Linked DNA regions of Sus scrofa: region 1 is linked to region 2. The links are chromatin contacts, called in public promoter capture Hi-C maps. All regions are on one chromosome and are shown on one strand. The core of a region is the stretch at or near the end of the contact, and the rest is flanking DNA. Distances in the headings are between cores, read along the strand shown.

The links. Promoter capture Hi-C pulls out the DNA fragments that hold promoters and counts their contacts.
Region 1: a promoter capture Hi-C map of fetal liver shows a contact between it and region 2, with 3 times the contacts expected there. The contact joins the promoter of C7H6orf125 here to the promoter of PHF1 in region 2. A contact is called at or near these places in 2 of 5 promoter capture datasets (fetal liver and liver) and 1 of 2 datasets of contacts at active chromatin or transcription factors (alveolar macrophages).

What each region holds. Positions count from the first base shown.
Region 1 is chr7:29,927,562-29,932,414 of Sscrofa11.1, reverse strand. It overlaps C7H6orf125, which reads left to right and starts at 2,613. Exons shown (of 4, transcript NM_001243451.1): 1 at 2,613-2,766. The coding sequence starts at 2,629.
Region 2 is chr7:29,712,075-29,716,669 of Sscrofa11.1, reverse strand. It overlaps PHF1 (PHD finger protein 1), which reads right to left and starts at 2,373. Exons shown (of 15, transcript XM_001927881.6): 1 at 1,799-2,373; 2 at 913-1,087; 3 at 739-820; 4 at 559-654. The coding sequence starts at 1,071. It overlaps KIFC1 (kinesin-like protein KIFC1), which reads right to left. Exons shown (of 11, transcript XM_021098599.1): 11 at 2,954-3,177. The coding sequence ends at 3,133.

The DNA of each region.
Region 1 (4,853 bases), core at 1,364-3,863, 220 kb before region 2:
CGCAGCGGTAACAAACCCACCTAGTACCCATGAGGATGCAGGTTTGATTCCTGGCCTTGCCCAGTGGGTTAAAGCTCCGGCGTTGCCACAAGCTGTGGTGTAGGTCTCGGACGTGGCTTGGATCCTATGTGGCTGTGGCTGTGGCTGTGGCTGTGGCCGGCAGCTGCCACTCCAATTCGATCTCTAGCCTGGGAACTTCTATATGCCCCATGTGCGGCCCTAAAAAGCAAAAAAAAAAAAAAGAAAGAAAAGGAGACCCTGGTTGTGGCTTCCCCTGCTCCAGCAGTTCTCAAACTCTCACTGTGCTTGTTCCTCAGTGGGGTGAAAACCCTCCCAGCACAGCTGGCGACCAGCCAGGTGCTCTTCCAAGCCACAGCTGTGGTGTGGCCTCAGGCAGAATGAGAAGGCCTCAGGGCACCCACCACAGTCAGCCCTAGGTGCCTGGTGCTTGATATTGATAGCAAATAAATTCTTGCCCTTTGGGTATCATCAAAACTGTGTGGTTATAGATATGTTATTGAGGAGTTCCCGTCGTGGTGCAGTGGTTAATGAATTCGACTAGGAACCATGAGGTTGCGGGTTGGATCCCTGGCCTTGCTCAGTGGGTTAAAGGATCCGGCATTGCCGTGAGCTGTGGTGTGGGTCGCAGATGCAGCTCGGATCTGGCGTTGCTGTGGCTGTGGTGCAGGCTGGGGGCTGCAGCTCCGATTAAACCCCTAGCCTGGGAACCTCCACATGCCATGGATGCAGCCCTAGAACAGGCCTGCCCACGTCTGAAATAAAATAAATAAATAAATAAAGTCCAAGCTGGTACTGCTCTTGCACAACCAGCCAATAAATCAAAACATGAGTTGCTGGGGCAAAGACCAGCCACTTTACTCTGAAAGCCAGCAGACTGAGAAGATGGCGGACTAGTGTCCCAAAGAACAACCTTCCCCAAGTTAGAATTCTGGCTTCTTTTGTACTGAAACAGGAAGGGATGTGGTTGGGTGCTGCAAACTTCTTGGTGCCAGAATCTTTTGTTCTTACAGATGTCCACAAGTGTCTGCTCACAATGTTCCCATAAACCTCCAAGACAACTCTCTGTTCTGCAACTTTTTAATCTCCATACGAGTGGGAAAGTGGTGCTATACCTTTAAAGGTTAGAGCCTTGAGAAACAGCTCTCCTGTACATTTCAGGCTCTAGGCAACATTCTTGCAGCAAAAGCAACAGAATACAAAGGTTAAAGTAAAACAGATTCAGTGTACATTACAAATACTGCAAATGGTGAGAGTGGTACAGGGAGAGGTACTGGTGGGTGGAGAATGCCGTGGGAGGGGGTCTTGAGTGCCTCATTTTCCAACCCCCCAACTCCCCTCAAGCAGGCATCACACATCCCTGTGTCCCCAGGTGTTCCCATTCATAGGTCTTTACCCTTAAGGACTTCAGACAGTTCAGAGCTATTCCCTGCTAAAACCACCCACTGATCTCTGTCCCCCCACTTCCTCTCTCTCCCAGTCGTGCCCCAAGCCTGGCTCTTGCTGCTCAAAGTCCCTCTCCCAAGCCCACTTTCAAAGCTTAACCATCCTCAAGGCCCAGCACAAATGCCATCTCCTTCAGAAGCAATCCCTGATCTTCCCCATTCCCCCAATCTCAACAGCTAGAAGGACTATTTCTTTCTCCAAACGCCTAGTATTCTTTAACACTTCCATTAAAGCCCTTGTCACTTCTAACATTGTATTTGGTTCTGAATTCACTCCCTGACTCAGGGCAGGAGTCTCCTGGAAACATACAAAGTAGACGGGTGGAGAGAAGGAAGAGATCTGGGGGAAGCCAAGCGCTGTGTGCATGGGATGGTCCTGTCTAAAGACAGGACAGTAAAGACGCAAAAGGAGGATGAGGCTTTCCTCAAGGAAAATCCGGAAGGTAGAGTTTTTGGGGTTTGTTTGTTTAAGAAAAGAAAAATCAGGATGCAGCTGGAACTGTATAAGAGCAAGCTTGGTAAAACAAGTTTTTTTCCAGGCTGCATCAACTCAAACAGACAAGTGGACGGCTTGGGGAGGGGGAGCTCAGAAGTGATACTAACAGGGGCTGGGGACACAGGGACAGGAGCGAGGAGCACTAAAGAAGGAATTGTGGCAGAGCACCAATCGTGGTACTGATAGGTACCGGGGCTTCGGGAAAGGGGCGCGGGCGGCGGCGGGGGGGGGGATGCTGCAAACCACGTGTGCTAGGATATTAAGTTCAAACATATCTTCATCGAATAACAACCTGTATTTACATGCAAATGTATCCGTTTATGCAAATCAGCAGAGGTCTCAGAGGAGGATTTTTAGTCTGGAGCTTGTGCATTCATTGAAAAAGAGAAGCAAAGCCGTCCCTGGGGGTACTCCACGCCTGACTTGCCCCTGGAAGACCGGCTGGTTCCAGAAGGACAAGAACTGAATTAGCTCGGCTCGCAGGGCAAGCGAGCAGCGCCCCCACCCGGAATGCGGCGAGCGCGGTGAAGGAGCGCATGCTCCCTCCCTCCTCCCTCTTCCCTCCTCCCTCCCGCGCCAGCTCCTCGGAAAGCCAGAGGTCCTTAGTGCGCAAACGCCTTCCGTCTGCGCCAACTCCTCCCTCGGGGGCGGGGACACGCGGGGCCCAAGATGGCGGCCAGCCGCTACCGGCGTTTTCTCAGGCTCTGTGAGGAATGGCCGCTGGACGAGACCAAACGGGGCCGGGACTTGGGCGCTTATCTGCGGCAGCGGGTAGCGCAGGCCTTTCGGGAGGGAGAGAACACCCAGGTGACACAGTGTGGGGACCGCCTGCGGCGGGAAGGCGTGGGGGGTAGGGGGGCAGGACAAGGCAGGGCGGGCCGGTGGCGGGCCCGGCGCATGCGCGCGCCGTTCCCTCGGCCACACGTGCGCGTGGACGGCTCCGTGCTCTTAACAACGTACCCCTCGGAGTTCTAGGACGCTTTTAAAAATCTGGAGACCTGGGTCGTTCGACCTACTCGAATCAGAGTGTGGGGCAGGCCTTGGCCTCAGTATTTTTAAAAGCTCTCCATGATTCTAGGCGCAGTACCTGTGGCAGTCTGTTCCTCCCCTGACACTACCGTACCTCACAGTGCTGTGTGGTGACCGATAGCCAAAGCCCTGTCCTCACCCCAGGCCCCTGCGTTTGAGTAGACCTGCGTTTTTGTGGTTTTTTTTTTTTCGGCTTTTGTGTTTTGAGGGCCGCACCTGTGGCATATGGAGGTTCCCAGACTAAGGGTCGAATCAGAGCTACAGCTGCTGGCCAACACCACAGCCACAGCAACGCCAGGTCCGAGCCGCGTCTGCCACCTCCACCACAGCTCATGGCAACGCCGGATCCTTAACCTACTGAGTGAGGCCAGGGAGCAAACCTTCGTCCTCATGGGTGCTAGTCATATTCAGTTGCCTCGTAAAAGACCCTAAGACTCCATGATAGGGTCTTAAAGACAGGCTCTGATTAGAAGGTGGATTTTATCATAAGACCATTGAGCTGGGAAGGTTTAGTCGGGGCCGATGTGACCTAATTTACTTTTTTTAAAGATCACTCTGGTTGTAGTAGTGAATGGATTATAGGGGGGCAAGAATAGAAGCAGTCAGCTGGAGAAGAGGTTACTCTGGCAGCCCAGGCAAGAAATGGTGGTGTGGATGCAGAAGGCAGCCCAGGAGAGGGAAGTGGCTGGATTGAGGTTGCCGTGGAAGGTTGCGGCCACAGGTTTCCCTGATACATTGGATGCAGGATAGAAGGAAAGGTGAACCAAGGGTCACACCTAGATTGTTTTGGCCTGAGCATCTGGGTGGAAGGTGGTGCCATTAACTGAGATGAGAAAGACTAGATGAGGAACAGGTGGGATGTGGGAAGAACATCTTGTGTTTGGTGTTAGACGTGTTGAACTTGAGATGCAGAGTGCTGTTACCTCTGAGTGGAAATGTCAAGTAGACAGTAGGATATTTGAGCCTGGGGCTCGGGTGAGAGGTCAGGCCTATGAGATAGCATATACACACATACACAGTCTGAGGAAGTGACTTTTGCAAAATTTGGCCACAGCTGTCAAAGTAGGAACATGGTCTTTTGCAACTTAGCTACACGGAGCCAAGCCAGCCCACCTAGTAGAGCAAGAACATGCCCAGTGGCATCATGGGGACAAGCACTGGGTGGGTGTTGGGATGGATGGAGTGTCTGACTAGGGCTGGGGAGGGTGTGGGGGTGTGTGACACCACACTGAGGCCTCACACTTCTTACAGTGCTCTTCACTGGCCCAAAGGATAAAGATTTTGCAGGCAAGAATCATAGCTAGTCCCAATCCTGTGAATCCCATAAGCCTTCTAGGGCTGTGCTCCCTATGTATTTCTGGTGCGAGCTTCCTGAAAATAGAGGTTGTTCCATTTTTATCTTTCTCCCCATAGTGTCTCACATAGTTCCTCACACATAAAAGACACTCAGTAAATGAATGGATGGTTACATAAATGATTGGTGGTGGCTCATGAGACAAAAATCATTTGAATATAGTTGCAGGTGTAGCAGAACTAGATGGAGAGAAGTTGCAAAGAGTGAGAAGGGGATATTTCTGTGTCCTGAGTGGTGAGAATGAATTTGCAGGCTTACTCACTGGGGAACTGCGGGAACTGCAGATGAGGGGCAGAACCTGGTCCTGATCACCAGGGAGCTCACGGGACTTACTCTGAGGGAATTTGGAGGGCGGGGGACCAGGCAGCAGAGAAGCAGTGAGGGTGTGACCTTCCCCAACTAGACTGTTAGTGAGAGAGGGGCGAGGGGCCAGGAAAGGAGGGCAGAGTGTTCTCTTTGGAGTTGCCATCCTTTGTCATCACCTGGGGAAATGGCTCCGATGAGTCAGAGG
Region 2 (4,595 bases), core at 1,124-3,623:
AAACAGCACTGGGTCCTTAACCCACTGAGCCACAGCTGGAAATTCTCATTTCCTTCTTGATCATGGTCCTGCAGGGTGGGTGTATGACCTTTACTTTATAAGCAGGGAAGGCTCTTCCTCTCTTGCTCTTTCTCTTTTTCTCTCTCCCTTCCCACCCCCTCCCCTGCCCAGCCTGCCTGTACCTATATTTTCTCTGCACCTATCTTCGCTCTCTAAATAAACACTTAATAGCCTCACTTGTCCTCAATCTCTGCTGAATTCTTTCTCCAAAGTGACCAAAAAAAAAAAGCAGGGGAGGGAACTGTGGCTCTTAGAGGTTTAGGAACTGGCCCAAGGTCATGTGCTTAGAAAAAGGTGTACCTGAAGTACCCTCTGCCTGCAAAGCTCACACATCTCCACCCATGGGTGCCTCTCCCTGTACAGGGAGGGAGTGAGGTTACAGGGTTGAGGAGACCGGCCAGGGCAGGTGACATAAGAACCACTGCTGGAGGGAAGGGGGGAGAGGCAGCCTGGAAGACCCAGGGCAAGCTGGGTCCTTCAGGTGTCCTGCCCTCTCACCATGGCGACACTTTTCACAGCTGACCAGCCGATTTCCAGGGACCACAGTCTCAGAGCGACATACACAGCAGAGGAGTTCCTCCCCAGGGAGGGCAGCTGTTGGGGAGGAACACAACGTTCAGGGGGCCTGTCCAACCCCCATGCCAGGTATCTGTTATCCATGGGATGCAGGCCTCTCACCAGGGCTAATGTCTTTCCATAGAACCAGAAACTGGGAATCATCCTCAAACTGGACCAGACACACCTCCCGAGCACTGTCCACCTGCAATGGGTGAGCCCAGAAGATCAAATGGGAATCAGAACTAGATAGGAGGAATGGGGAAAAGGTGACAGGTCAGAAGTCAAAGGTCATACCTTTTTGATGGTCCCCAAGTATAGCAGCCCATCTGTCCACCTGGCCAGCACATCTTGACCCTCCCAAAGTCGAGGCCTGGGGCCTGAGGTGGAAGCAGAGGAAGCTGGGTCCCAAAGTGGGGGGGCAGCAGAGCGGCTCAGCCGGGGGGGCTGTGCCATTGCATCCTGGGGGGGCCTAGCCAGAAGCGGGATGGGAGGAGAAAGTTTTGAATGCTGAGGAACTGGTCCCCATTTTCCTTGTGTATTTCTCTGTCAAGGACTCAAGCAGGTGTGTCCCAGTCTCCATATCCCTGAGAGGGTGCAAGGGAACCTCCAGGCCCTTCCTCAGCCTCACCGGAGCCACCCCTGGCTCTCTTCTCCCTACCATGCACCCCCTCCCCAACCTAGTTCTCTAGTTTCCGGCTCCCTTGGGATGTTATATCCTGGCCTTGAGATTTTAGCAAAAGTGATGGTTGCAGAAGCAAAGGTTACCACTCTGTTTTTACTGTCACCTTCTACTGCTCTTTAGGGGTGTCATAATTGGGGTGCTGTTTTCCAGAGATGTGTTTTGGGAGCTTTTCTGGAGATGTTTTCCAGAGTGAGAACGGCTGCCTCCCCGACCCGCGTGTCTCATTCAGAACAATCATCCTGGTACCAGGTTATGTCAGGTCACCCTCAAATTCGGGGCTCCCGGCCCCTGGGTTAGATAACTTCCTTGAGTGCCCCGGGAGGGGGGCGTGTCCCAGTCCCGGTCTCTACTCCCCAGGACCGCGAGTCCGAGAGAGGGGACTTGAGACGGCCCAGCCCGACCCGATGCAAGGGCGGCGCGGCTCTCCCGCCCGCGCCCTGCGCGCCGACCCCCGGCTCCCTGCCCCCCCCCCACGGGCGCCTCCCGCCACCTCCTTACCAGTGACAGCTGGGGCCGCCGGGAGCCGGGCAGAGGCAGACGTGGGATACCCAGGCGAACCCCTCGCGCCGGGAGGGCACGTCTGGGCGTCGGGGGGCGTGCAGGCAGCGACCCGGGGGTCCCCAGGCCCAGCCCCTCCGTCCCGGCAGCTCTGGGGCGTATGACGCAGCAGCCAAAGCAGCGGCAGCGGCAGGAGGAGGCGGCGGGGGGAAGGAGGGGAGAGGAGGGGAGGGGAGGGACAAACCGGCTCGGGGGGAGGGTGGTGGGAGGGAAGGACTGGGGGGAAGGAGGAGCCGGAGTGGGGGGGCGGGCACCACCTCACCCCACCTCCCTCACCTCCAGCAGGCCTGGAGGGCGCCAAGCAAGCGGCGGCCTCTCCGCGGCTGGGGCAGGCGGACAGTCGGACCGGCCGTGAGAGGGAATCCCCGTAGCCCCTTCCTCCAAAGGGAGACCTGCCCTCGGGGCAGGAGGGAATCCCCTTTCCCCACCGCCGGCCTCCGGCCTGGCCCCCGCACTGTGCCACATCCGTTAACTGCCCCTCCAGCCTTCATGGTCACTCCAAGTCCCGCCCCCCGGCTCAGTTCACGACCCCGCCCTCCATTCACCCTTCCCATTGCCCCGCCACGCCCTCCTCCCGCCTCCGCCCCGGCCCCGCCCTCCCCGTGGCTGGGTTGTGTCCCGCCCCCCCCGCCCCGCCCGCAGTCGCGCTTCTGCGCACGCGTGGCTCCTCCCGCGCGCGGCACCTGGGAGGACCGAGCCCCCCCCTCACCGGGCGGTGGCCCAGGCAGTTGGCGCGAGAGAGTCCGGGCTTGCGTCCCGCCCCGCGCTCCCAAGGCGGGTGCTCGGACCAGCAGCCAGCCAATGGGCAGCGGACGGGGCAGGCCTGGCGGTTCGAACGCGAAGGCAGGGAAAGAGCGGGAGAGAGCCAGCAGTTTGTGGGAGGGCGCGCCGGCCCCGCCCACCTCCCACAAGTACCAGGGGTGCTCTTGCCAGGCGGGGGCCGTGGCACAGGGGAGGCTGGCCACCTGGTGGGCACACCTCCCAGGTGGGGACCACGAGACAGGGTATGGGAGCTGAAGGCATGGGCATGGCCTGTTGGGTAGAACAGAAGAGCCACAGTTCCCATCTTTACAGATATGAAAAGTATCTCCCTGATTGGGCAACCGCTAATAAAACCTTTATTTAAAAACAGCGAAAAAACCTCTTCTTTATTTGATAGGCCCAGATATCACAGCACCCCCCACCAAGAAAGCACCCGCACCCACCTCCCTTCCCCGTGTGTGTCACACACACACACACACACACACACACACACACACACTCTAGATCCGTCTTCATTTCTTGTTGGCTTGGGCAGTACCAATGACACATTGGTTCACCTGTGGGCAGGGGTTTAGACAAACAGAAAAAAAAAAGTTCACAGTAACTACAAACAGTTTTCCCCAAATCACCTCCCAGGGAGGAGTTCCCACTGCAGCCAGTGGGTTAAGAATCAGAGTGTGGCATCTCTAGTCACTGCAGAGGTGCAGGTTTCTCAGCCCAGAGCAGTGGGTTAAAGGACCTGCAGCTACAGCTCAGATTCAGTCCCTGGCTGGGAAACTTCTATACGTAGTGGGTGTGCCCATTAAAAAAAAATCATTAGGGGAAAAAGTAGATAGGGAGTTTTAAAATGGATAAATCAAGCTCACAATACCCAAATCCAGTGACCAATTTTTATATCATTAAAAGTGGAACAATTAGTTATTAGGTGTCTTCTGATGTGATGCAATAGAAAGTGTAAAACACCATCTAAGTTTTCTTGCCAAGAAATTTGAACCTGATTCAAATTAAGCCTCTAAATTTAACTACCAGAAAAAATAATTATGGAGAAAATGAGGCAACCAGCCAAAATCCAGAATAGGACATTTTCCAGAGGACAAATGACCCTCTTTTTTAAACAAATTAAAGCTGTAAAAGTGGGTGAGATTATTACAGATTAAATAAAAGGTACTTTTTTTTTTTGGTCTTTTCTAGGGCTGCTCTGGCAGCATGTGGATGTTCCCAGGCTAGGGGTCGAATCAGAGCTACAGCCACCAGCCTACACCACAGCCACAGCCACTAGGGATCCGAGCCGCATCTGCAACCTACACCACAGCTCACGGCAATGCCGGATCCTTAACCCACTGAGCAAGGCCAAGGATCAAACCCGCAACCTCATAGTTCCTAGTTGGATTCGTTAACCACTGAGCCGCGATGGGAATTCCCAAATAAAAGATACTTTAGAACTGGCATTCCCATTGTAGCACAGTGGAAAAGAATCTGACTAGAAACGATGAGGTTGCAGGTTCAATCCCCAGCCTTGCTCAGTGGGTTAAAGATTTGGCGTTGCTGTGAGCTGTGGTGTAGGTGGTAGATGCAGCTCAGGTCTGATGTTGCTGAGGCTGTAGTGTAGGCCGGCAGTAGCTCCAATTGGACCCCTAGCCTGGGAACCTCCATATGCCGCAGATATGGCCCTAAAAAAGCAAAGCAAAAAAAAGAGGGAGTTCCTGTAGTGGCTCAGTGGTTAACGAATCCGACTAGGAACCATGAGGTTTCGAGTTTGATCTCTGGCATTGCTCAGTGGGTTAATAAGGATCAGGCGTTGCTGTGGCTGTGGTGTAGGCCAGCAGCTACAACTCCAATTAGACCCCCTAGCCTGGGAACCTCCCTATGTCCTGGGTGCCGCCTAGAAAAGACCAAAAAAAAAAAAAAAGATACCTTAGAGTCAAAATGAAACAAATGAAATGGGTGGCCCTTGCTTTGATCTTGATGGTAACAA